2 separate regions of the Mus musculus genome follow, and region 2 is linked to region 1. Evidence: chromatin contacts called from public Hi-C data. All regions are on one chromosome and are shown on one strand. Each heading gives the region's core, a stretch centred on a gene start, on an enhancer-like site or on the middle of the called end of the contact. The rest is flanking DNA. Distances are from core to core; before and after follow the strand shown.

What was found. A called contact is a pair of places that touch in the nucleus more often than the background predicts.
Region 2: a contact with region 1 is called in a Hi-C map of uterus. The contact joins the enhancer-like site here to the promoter of Kank4 in region 1. A contact is called at or near these places in 3 of 39 promoter capture datasets (embryonic stem cells and second pharyngeal arch cranial neural crest), 2 of 484 Hi-C or Micro-C datasets (nephron progenitors and uterus), 2 of 115 datasets of contacts at active chromatin or transcription factors (both in embryonic stem cells) and 3 of 9 other capture datasets (adipose tissue, embryonic stem cells and pancreatic islet).

The regions. Positions count from the first base shown.
Region 1 is chr4:98,816,202-98,821,250 of GRCm38.p6, forward strand. It overlaps Kank4 (KN motif and ankyrin repeat domains 4), which reads right to left and starts at 1,336. Exons shown (of 10, transcript NM_172872.3): 1 at 1,225-1,336. It overlaps I0C0044D17Rik (RIKEN cDNA I0C0044D17 gene), which reads right to left. Exons shown (of 3, transcript NR_151512.1): 3 at 2,274-4,250.
Region 2 is chr4:98,898,963-98,903,313 of GRCm38.p6, forward strand. No RefSeq gene overlaps it. Among named protein-coding and RNA genes, the nearest start is that of Usp1, 23 kb to the right of the region's middle. Within about 2 kb of position 1,754, at least 9 of the 459 cell types and tissues checked have an H3K27ac peak or open chromatin away from gene starts, as enhancers often do. A contact at or near this core is called in uterus, where this site is marked.

The DNA of each region.
Region 1 (5,049 bases), core at 86-2,585:
AGAACGCAGCAGAATTCTACACCAGAGTGATGTGATTCACTCCGTCTTGGTCATTGGACAGCAAGCTTCCTGAAGCCAGTGCACGGTTCTGTTTACCTTTGTATCTGAAAACCTTGCCTGATATCTGGTTCTGAACTTTTTTTGTGTGTGCTTTTTCTCTGGCTTTTACATCATTCCTACAACACACTGTCCCTGAGACACATCACGCCTCCTTGAGGTAGGAGGCTGGACTTTAAGGGCAATGCCAAAGTGGACCCCACTTCTGCTTCCTTGGGAAGCAACATGCTTTTCTGTGCCCTGTCTTGAGAAGCTAAGGAGCCCAATTTGGTTTACTCAGGTAGGTCCTCCGGGATTGCACTTTAAACTAGAGATGCCTTCTCTCTTGGCTGTAACCCCATCACTGGCTGCAGGTGATTCTCCCCTGGTCCTGTTTGCATAAGACTTTGCACAAGCCTCAGAGGACATCCTTGAAATGGAATAGCCTCTTTCTCCTGGAAAATGCCCACCCTGGTCTTACAAGTCTGTATCCCAGGATGCTTGGGAAGTAGTAGTCTGGTTTTCTGCAGCCCAGGGTAGCACGATGAGAGTAGGTTCCAGCCAAGCGTAGAATGCATGGACTTTTCAGCTCCTGTCTGTAACTGGTCAGTCTGCAGCGACAAAGTTCTGGGGTCAAAGATTTGACCTTAAAGAAGATGGGGAGGGGAGGAGAGCTAACCAAGAGGCACATGGGCTTGGCAAAGTATCCTCAGCCAGCGCCTAGCACACAGATGCAGGGCAGCCCTCCTCCCTCTGCCCAAGGTCGCATCCCATCATAGCTCTAGAAACTTCACCTAGGAGGAGGGAGGTGCGGGCTGGGGAACAGGCGCGATGTTTTGCAAAATGAAAGAGACTCGGCGATATTTAAGGTAGTCCTGTAAGCCAGCCGGGAGGCGCCCCCAGTCCCGTAAGCTGCATCCAGGACCGCAGCGTCCGTCTGAGGACAGCTGCGAGGGTCTGCACCACCTGAGTCTCAAGGACGACGAGATCCCCCTTCTACGGTCTCCCTAGTACCCAGAGCTGGAAAGCAAGAGCGGGTACCCTCCTTCCCCGACCCTCCGGACTCCCGGCTCAGGCTGCCGCAGCCTCTGCAGGGACGCGGCGCTAGCAGGGGTCGCGGAGCGCAGCGGGCGCAGCCTGGGTCGCGCGGGGCGTGTGTCCGGGGCGAGAGGACGCCAGACCACTTACCTTGGGGAACCGCGGGGTTCTGGCAGGAAGCGACCGCTGTGCAGGAGCAACGCGAGCTCCCACCCGGCTTCGGGGTGCACGCAGCTGCAGCTGCACGGTCTTCAGTGGCACGATCCTCCTTCCTCTGCACCGTCCGCGTCCGGCACGCACCGCGCGCCGCCGCACCCTGCTGTCCCGGGCGCGCACACCCTCCGGGCGCCCTCAGGTCGCCGGGCTGGGCCTGGAGCCGGGACGCACTAGCTGTGGGCACACCTACCGCGCCAGCTGCGGGACTGGGAGCGCAGGAGCCGGATCCTCGCCGCCGCCACCCGAGTCCCCGCCTTCCTGACGCGGCGCGGGCTTTGGTGTATAGGAAGGGGCAGAATTGCGACACCGAGGGGAGGGTCTTAGCCTTGGACAGAGTTAAGAAGAAAAACTTTTGGAAAAGAAACCAGAAAAGTCTCAGCCTGTGTAAGGCGCTTTCCAGATTTCCCCAGGGCTCCCCCGTGCGTTTTTCTAAGTTTGTCTAGACTCTGGAGTCTAGACGTTTCCGTCCCCACCATGGTGGAGAAACAGTATCAGACAGGGTAAGGGTAATAACTGCCCAAATCAGAACACGAACCAAGGCCTGACAACTGAGATCCTGTGAGCAGTGGGGTCCTAGCCCCAGTGTGGGGGTGTGAGAGTCGTTCACAACAGGACTTAGATGTCTCCTAAGCCATTTCCCTTCCAATTTCCTTCCAAATCCATGTTTCAGCTCCACATAAAAATCCGTCTTCTCTTCATACACCCATCTCCACAGCAGCTTTGTACCAATTAAAAGTTACTAAGCTTGAATGGACAGATAGCTAAGGACCACTTGGGCCAACACCTGGAAAGAGAAGTGGAGTGGTTTCTCCTAACCCCTCACAGAGAGGACCAACAGAAGGGGGAGGGAAGGAGATGGCAGCTGGCAGGTATCCAGAGTCCAGCTGTGACCTCCCCTGGCCCACCTTCCTAGAATCCATGCCCAGAAAGCAGCCCAAGGAGTTTTATTTTTGACATCGTGACCCAGATGGGACAGATAATTTGAATCAAGAGACATTTAATTTCCGTTTCGACAGAAACATAGTTATTAGGATGACTTCATTTCCACGAAGCTTTCATGATAGCAGTAACAAATGGGAATGATGGCCTCAGTGCTGGAGCCCAAATAGGAGTTGGGGGAGGGTCTGTGGCCCAAGGGAGAGCAGCCTCAGACTCTGCCTACTAAGGCCTGCTGGGTTATCCTCATCCGGTGAAAGGAAGGAATATGACAGGAGCGGCTCATTTTCCCAGAGAAGCCAGAAACCCAGACATTTAAGTGAGGTCTCTATTTTTTCCGACACCTCATTTTTAAAATGCCGCTCTTGCAGAGGACCCAGGTTTGATTCCCAGCGTTGGAATGATGGCTCACAACTGGTCACTTTAGTTTCAGCGTACCATACTCGTACTCTTCTGGCCTCCTGGTGCATTAGGCATGTATGTTCCTGGAGCACATACATAAACATACAATGCAGGTAAAATATTCAGACATATAAAATGAAAAGGAATGAATCTTACTTTAAAATGCTAAGCCCTAGCCAGGCAGTGGTGGCACATGTCTTTAATCCCAGCACTTGAGAAACAGAGGTAGGTGAATTTCTGAGTTCAAGGCCAGCCTGGTGTACAGAGTGAGTTCCAGGACAGCCAGGGCTACACAGAGAAACCCTGTCTTAGAAAACCAAAAATAAAATAAAATAAAATAAAATGCTAAGTCTTGTCCCTATAACCAGGTTAAGCTCCTGGACTTGTGCCTCATTGTCTGCATTTGGTTTTTGGCCTCTCAACATCCTTGTGCAACACAGCCAGTGTAGATCACTTACTCCTTCTGCTTCGGGTGTTCTGTGACTAGCCCAAGGTCACACAAGCTACTTGGCTGAGCTGGAACAGAACCCTGAGCATTCTAAGTCCCAGTCTTGGAACCTTCTGCACTCTCAGATACCTCGAAGAACTTGTTCCTTGATTTCTGGGCATTGTGAGCCTAATTAGGCGTGGGGCTGGCACTCGGGTGTGGAGGCCCAGCACCTTTGCTGAGAAGATGGAGGGCAGTGCCAGACTCTACTATCCTCGAAAGCAGCTCAGCCTGATGACTCAGAGGAGGAACCGTCTCCAGGGTAGCTCTGAGTCAGAGGAGTCACGGGCTGAACTGGGGCAGCCAGGGCTTCGGAGGCTCAGACCATCCAGAATGGACTGGGAGAATACACTAAGTAAACACACCCACCCTGGACCCTCCAACGCCCGCCCCCCTACCCCACCCTCATGCCATGCACTGAAAAGAAGCCCCAGCTAGGGCATTAGCGATTTCCTGTCCTGGCGGGGAAATGGTTGAGTTAGATTAGCAAATGGACTGCTATCTGCGGAGTCCTGGAAGGAAGAGACCCCTTCCAGGCAGCAGATCTTTTAGAATTTCAGGTTTGGACACCTCTACTGCAAACCAGCTGAGGCTCTCAGACAGCGAGCTTTCATGCTGAAGCTGATATAGGATAGTTGGGCACAGCGCTGCTGTAGCCTGGGACTTTCTGTGATCGGGACCCAGGGTGGACAGAACGGAGAGCTCCTTCCCCTGCCTCACCCCTCGCTGGAGTGTGGAGTTCAGGGCGATTGGTGCGCATTCATTTTTCTGCCCTGTACCAGACACCATGATGGGGCATTTCATTTTCATTATCTGTCTCTCTGGATTTGCCATTTCATCTACAAAATGTCTGTCATTCTCTTGTTGAAGGCCGTGAGGTAAAAGCAGGAAGGTGACTTCAAACTCAGGTCTTGGTGACCAGGATGCTGACTTTTCCACGCAGAAGGCCTGGAGGATATGACATTCATGTCTTGCTCCAAGAGAGAACTGTGCATCTACCAGTGCCATGGTTTAGCACCCACGTGTGGTAACTCCTACAGTCGCCAGGCTGGCAGCAAATAAGCACCAGTTCTCTGAGCGGGAATTTTGCTTATATAGACCCTCTGTTCTCATCTTCCCTCTGGTCCTGTAAAGCCTGCGCATAGATTCAAACACTGAAATAACAAGTAATAAATCATTGATCTTAGAGGAATGGAGAAGTAGGCTCCTGTGAGCCTCTGGCCACATTTTCATCAACCCACCAATATATGCAGCAATCTTCCCTTCTCCACAGGAGATGCATCCCAAGGCTCTCTTGTGGATGCCTTGGACAGTGAAGAATCCTATGGATATTATCTTTCTTCCTGTCTCTACATATCTCCTGTCAAGTTTAATTTATACACCAGGCACAGAATGAACACCTAATAATAAAATAGAACGGGCATAAAATAGAACAACATCATGAATATTATGTGAATTGAGCCTCTCCCTCTTTCAGCACATTTTTGGGTACCGTACTCACCCTACAGTGAATGACATGAGATGAAGAGAGTTGTGTGATATTGGTGTTGTGAAGCGCATCCTCTCACATAAACACTGTGGTGCCAGGAGGGCTGATCTGAGGACCACAGGGTTGCTGGGGACTGGGTAACGGAGACAGTGTGGATATGCTAGACACTGGGATTCTTCTCATACAGAGTGGGATGCTGTGGTCAGCACACCAAGTCCCCATGTGCTTCACAACGGGACTCGATCTAAAACTGATAAATTATTATTGTTTCTGGAACTTCCTGTTTAATATTTTGGGGCTGCAGCTGATAAAGGGTAATTGAAACTTCAGAAAGCGAAGCCAAGGAGGAACACTGTACACCAGTTTTACAAGGCTTTCTGTCTAAGGACCCTGTCTGTATTCAATGTTCGCTGAAGTCTCCCAGAGAACTTCTGCTGCTGTTTGC
Region 2 (4,351 bases), core at 504-3,003, 83 kb after region 1:
CTTAGATTTTTGTATAGATACATGAAATCACCTATGACTGGGCAAAATGGAACAAAAGATCGGGGAGTGCGTGGGGGAGAGGAATAAGCCCAACATACAAAGCATATTTAGATGAAACTCTCCATATGTGACATAGTTCCATTTATAATGAATGTAAACAATGAAAATTTATGAACACACATCAGCAACAGTAACAACAGAGAAGAGACCTTGATATTTATACACAAAGAACTCAACAGCTCTCTGCTAGAGCTGAGTACAGTGAGAAATGACCATGTAAAGATGCTGTAATGGACCCCATTCTCAGTGAGGCCTTCTTTTGCTGGAATATTATTTTCTTCAGAGAATAGCTTTTTTATTATTATTATTATTAATCTGACGACCTCCAGATTTGCAACAGTGAGTCCAGAAAGCAGTGGCCCACCAAAGCTGAAAATGTAGTCAAAGGAAGGATAGACAAGAAAGGCTCACAAGGAGATTGAACTGGCTATTTAAATGGAGACAGAGTCTTCAAGGGTAACTGAGGAGAGAGAACTGGAAGAAAAGAAGCCAAGAAACAATTCTGAGCAAAGGCGTCTATACAGAGAGACCCTGAGGATTTGAGAAATTAGCATAACCCAAATAATTTGGTCTGTTTGAAGAGTAGCCCTGGAAGAGAGATATAATTTTTATTGACGCCAACCTGAGAGAATATAAACTCACCTGGGAGAATGGTTTCTGGGCGTGCCTATGGAGATTTTCTTGGAAGACCACTCTGGGTGGAAACATTCTCTGAGCTGTATTAATTAATTAATTAATTAATTAATTAATTAATTTGGTTTTACTGAGACAGGGTTTCTCTGTGTAGCCCTGGCTGTCCTGGAACTCACTCTGTAGACCAGGCTGGCCTTGAACTCAGAAATCCACCTGCCTCTGCCTCCCAAGTGCTGGGATTAAAGGTGTGTGCCACCACGCCCAGCTGAGTTGTATATAAAAAGGAGAAAATAAACCAAAGGTCAGCTTAAATTGTCCCTCTCTGTTTCCCAAATACGGATGCAATGTGACCAACTGCTTCAAGCTCCCGCTTCCTTGACTCCCCTGCCATGCAGGATGTACTTGCACCATGAGCTAAAAAAAATACCTTTTCTCCTTCACTTTGCTTTAGTCCATATTTTGTAATAGCCACAGACAAAGAAACGAAGACAGGGGGAGTGTAGTTCACTGGACCGAGTACATGGGACTAAGCCTGGGACTTGAGCCCGTGGCCATACAGAGGGGGGGGGACAGGACAGGGTACAAATGTGCGTTTGGAAAGACGACTCCTGTGGCAGTGGAGAGGAAGGATCAGAGTGGGAATACTGAGATGGGGAAAGTCAAGTGAAGACTAGGCAAATGCTGGGAAGACAGGACCCAAAGACTTCTGTGATGCCTGCTTTGTGATGTAGACGTTATCTTGCTAGATATCAAGAATGACTGAACAAAGCCATCCCTGCAAAGGTACAGGACAAGGAAAGGCTTTGGCCTTGGCTTAGGAGAATTTAGGATATTTAAAAATATGATAGTTTTATTGATTATTTGAGAATTTAAAACATATATGCAATGTATTTTAATCACACACACCCACTTCTCCCCTAACTCCTTGCAGATGCTCTGTGTCTTTTTTAAAAGAATAACCTACTGAATGCAATTCATGCTGCCCCGACATTTCATGAGTATGGAGCCACCCGTGGGGTGTGGTTACTCAACCAGGAATGCACACGGTTACCACAGTGCATAGACATCCACCCGTTATGAATAAGCTTTGAAAATGTCTGAAACTCCTTTTGCTTTATCATATTTTCTCCCTTCTGTGGTATCCTAGTTTTGCAAGCAAACTGGAGCTAAGTTTGTGATGCCTAAACGTTTCGGTATGTTTGTTTAAAATGACCCATGAAAGATCGTAATCACTCTCTAGGAGGGAGGAGTGCTTAGAGACAGTGCTCTGTGCTCCTTCCTGTCCAGTGATCTCAAACTCACATAGAAGACTAAAATACTAAAGTGTCAAATCTGAACCAAGGCTATGATTTTTTATTATGGCCTGGGTCTGCTTTACCTCTATGAGAGCATTTTGACTATGCAGATGTATTATTTCTCAACACTTTATGGTCTCTCTCTTGCAATTGTTAAAATGCTGACCAGAAATAAAACACCACCCAGAAGATTTTAGTACTTTGTGTGAAGCCTGGCTTATTTCAACAGTTTATGGTTCCCTGACATGGAGTTATTTTGTTTAAAAGATGCAAAGCTAGAAAGAACACCAATGCTGTTGACCAAACCCCAAGGTCCTTTGCATCACTCCTGGTGACTTCCATGAAGAACAGCCTTCTGTGTCCTCTGCTTATAGATCTGCCAGGTCGATTTGTAAGTGAGAAAGGCTTAAGAAATGACATTTAAAGTTAGAGGGGAATGCAATAAGAGTGGCTCCATTAGTAATAAGGTGGCTGGGACCCTCCGCTCTATCCAAACAGAAATAGTATGTAGGCCAAAATTTCTTTTAACAAAGATCTTGTAAAGTGCTCAGTTTGGTCTCTGTTGGGCCCTGTCTTAGGGTTTCTATTGATGTCATGTCCACAGTAACTCTTTAAAACAAACTAACAAACAAACAAACAACTTTTTATTGATTCTTTGTAAATTTCCCATCATGCACTCCAACTTCACTCCCCAACCCTTCTTATCTGCCTTTCACCCTTGTAACTTCCCTCCCAAAAGAAAAGAAAAAGTTAAGAGAAGTAAAACAAAAACAAAATAATCTCACTGTGGAAGCTGAGGTGTGTCATGGTGTGTCACACAGTATACCCTTTTGCTCAAATAGATTTACTTGCAAATGCTCATTGGTCTGGTTGGAGGCCTCTGGTTTCAGCTACACTATCAGTACTGGACAATCATGGAGTCTCCTCTTGGATGTCCTGTTGTTGCCTTGTGTCATGAAGATACTGCAGTGTTGGTTCTGTAGGACTGGTACCTCTACACACTCTAGAGGTCCACAGATGGGGTAAATGTTGGGATGGGCCAGCTCAAAGCCCTGGATCTGGCCCTGCATGGTAGCTAAGTTGCTCAGCCTACCAGCTCTCCTGTGCCTGCCACTGTGGTGCCAGGGACAGCTCTTCAGCTTTGCCCAGTTGAGGGGAGGGGCCAGCTCTCCCACACCCACACCACCAGAGCCAGGACTCCAGCACTCCCTCAGCAAGGGACAGGCAGATCCTGTTCACCCAAGTGCCACAGCCACAACTGGCAAGGGACAGAGCCATCCCTCCTGCTCTCATGCCCTCAGGCTGACTGTCCCATACTCAATTCCACACCCACATTACCAGGGCCAACTCTACCACACTGCCCAGGTGAAGGGCTGGGGCCAGCCCTCCCAAAGCCATGCTAACAGGGTCAGTTCTCCCATGCTGCCCAGGCAGGGGAGCCATTTGGACAATCACAGCATACCTAACAGGCAAACCGAGGTTTGGTTTTGCACCAATTATAGCCAGGCCTCCTCATACTCATCACAGAAGCTTGTCTGCTAGCCCTCCAGGGAAAGTTTTTCTCTTTTGTCCCGTGTGACAATGGTTGCAATGTCACCTAGAGTTCACAAAGGCCATCGAAGCACACCATCTATGCGAGAGCTGTAACACACTTAGGTCTAAGGCTCTGGCTGCGTTGGATCTAGATAAGAGCTGGAACATTTGAGGAACCAGAGGCCCTGGTACGAGCCGCATGCATGACAGCCTTAACACTGGAAGGCACTGCTGCTGTTGTTCTTGCCAGCTTGCTGATTGGCGCAGTACCCTCAGCAGCTGGGATCCTTGTGTGGCTTCTTCAAGGCCTCCGTGGTGTGTTCACCGTGGACAGTGTTGGTTGCTTGACCGGCAGGCCTTTTGCTCTAGACAGCCAGAGCAGTCAAGGGAGATTCCAATGCTCCCAGTTCAGAAGCCAAGAGGCCCTCAGCCTAGAGTCTTCTCTCATCATGGGAGAATAAGCATTAGAAGGAATGCTTACAATAGGACACTAAGAACCCATCATTTAAATAATTTAATTTAAAAATTTAAATTTATTCACTTTACTGCTGACTAACCCCCTCCGGGTCACCCCCTCCCACTATCCATTTTCAATCCCTCCTCCCCTTCTCCTCTGATCAGAGAAGTGGGTTGGGGGTTCCTTGGGTATCCCCCAACCCTGGCATTTCAAGTCTCTGCGAAGCTATGCACTTTCTCTCTTACTGAAGCAAACAAGGCAGCCCAGCTAGAAGAACACATCCCGTGTACAGGAGAGAACCTATCACTTTTTAACAATGGTTTTCACTGTAATGGAGGGAGAAAGAGTTTCTTCCATCTGCCACACTTCCTTA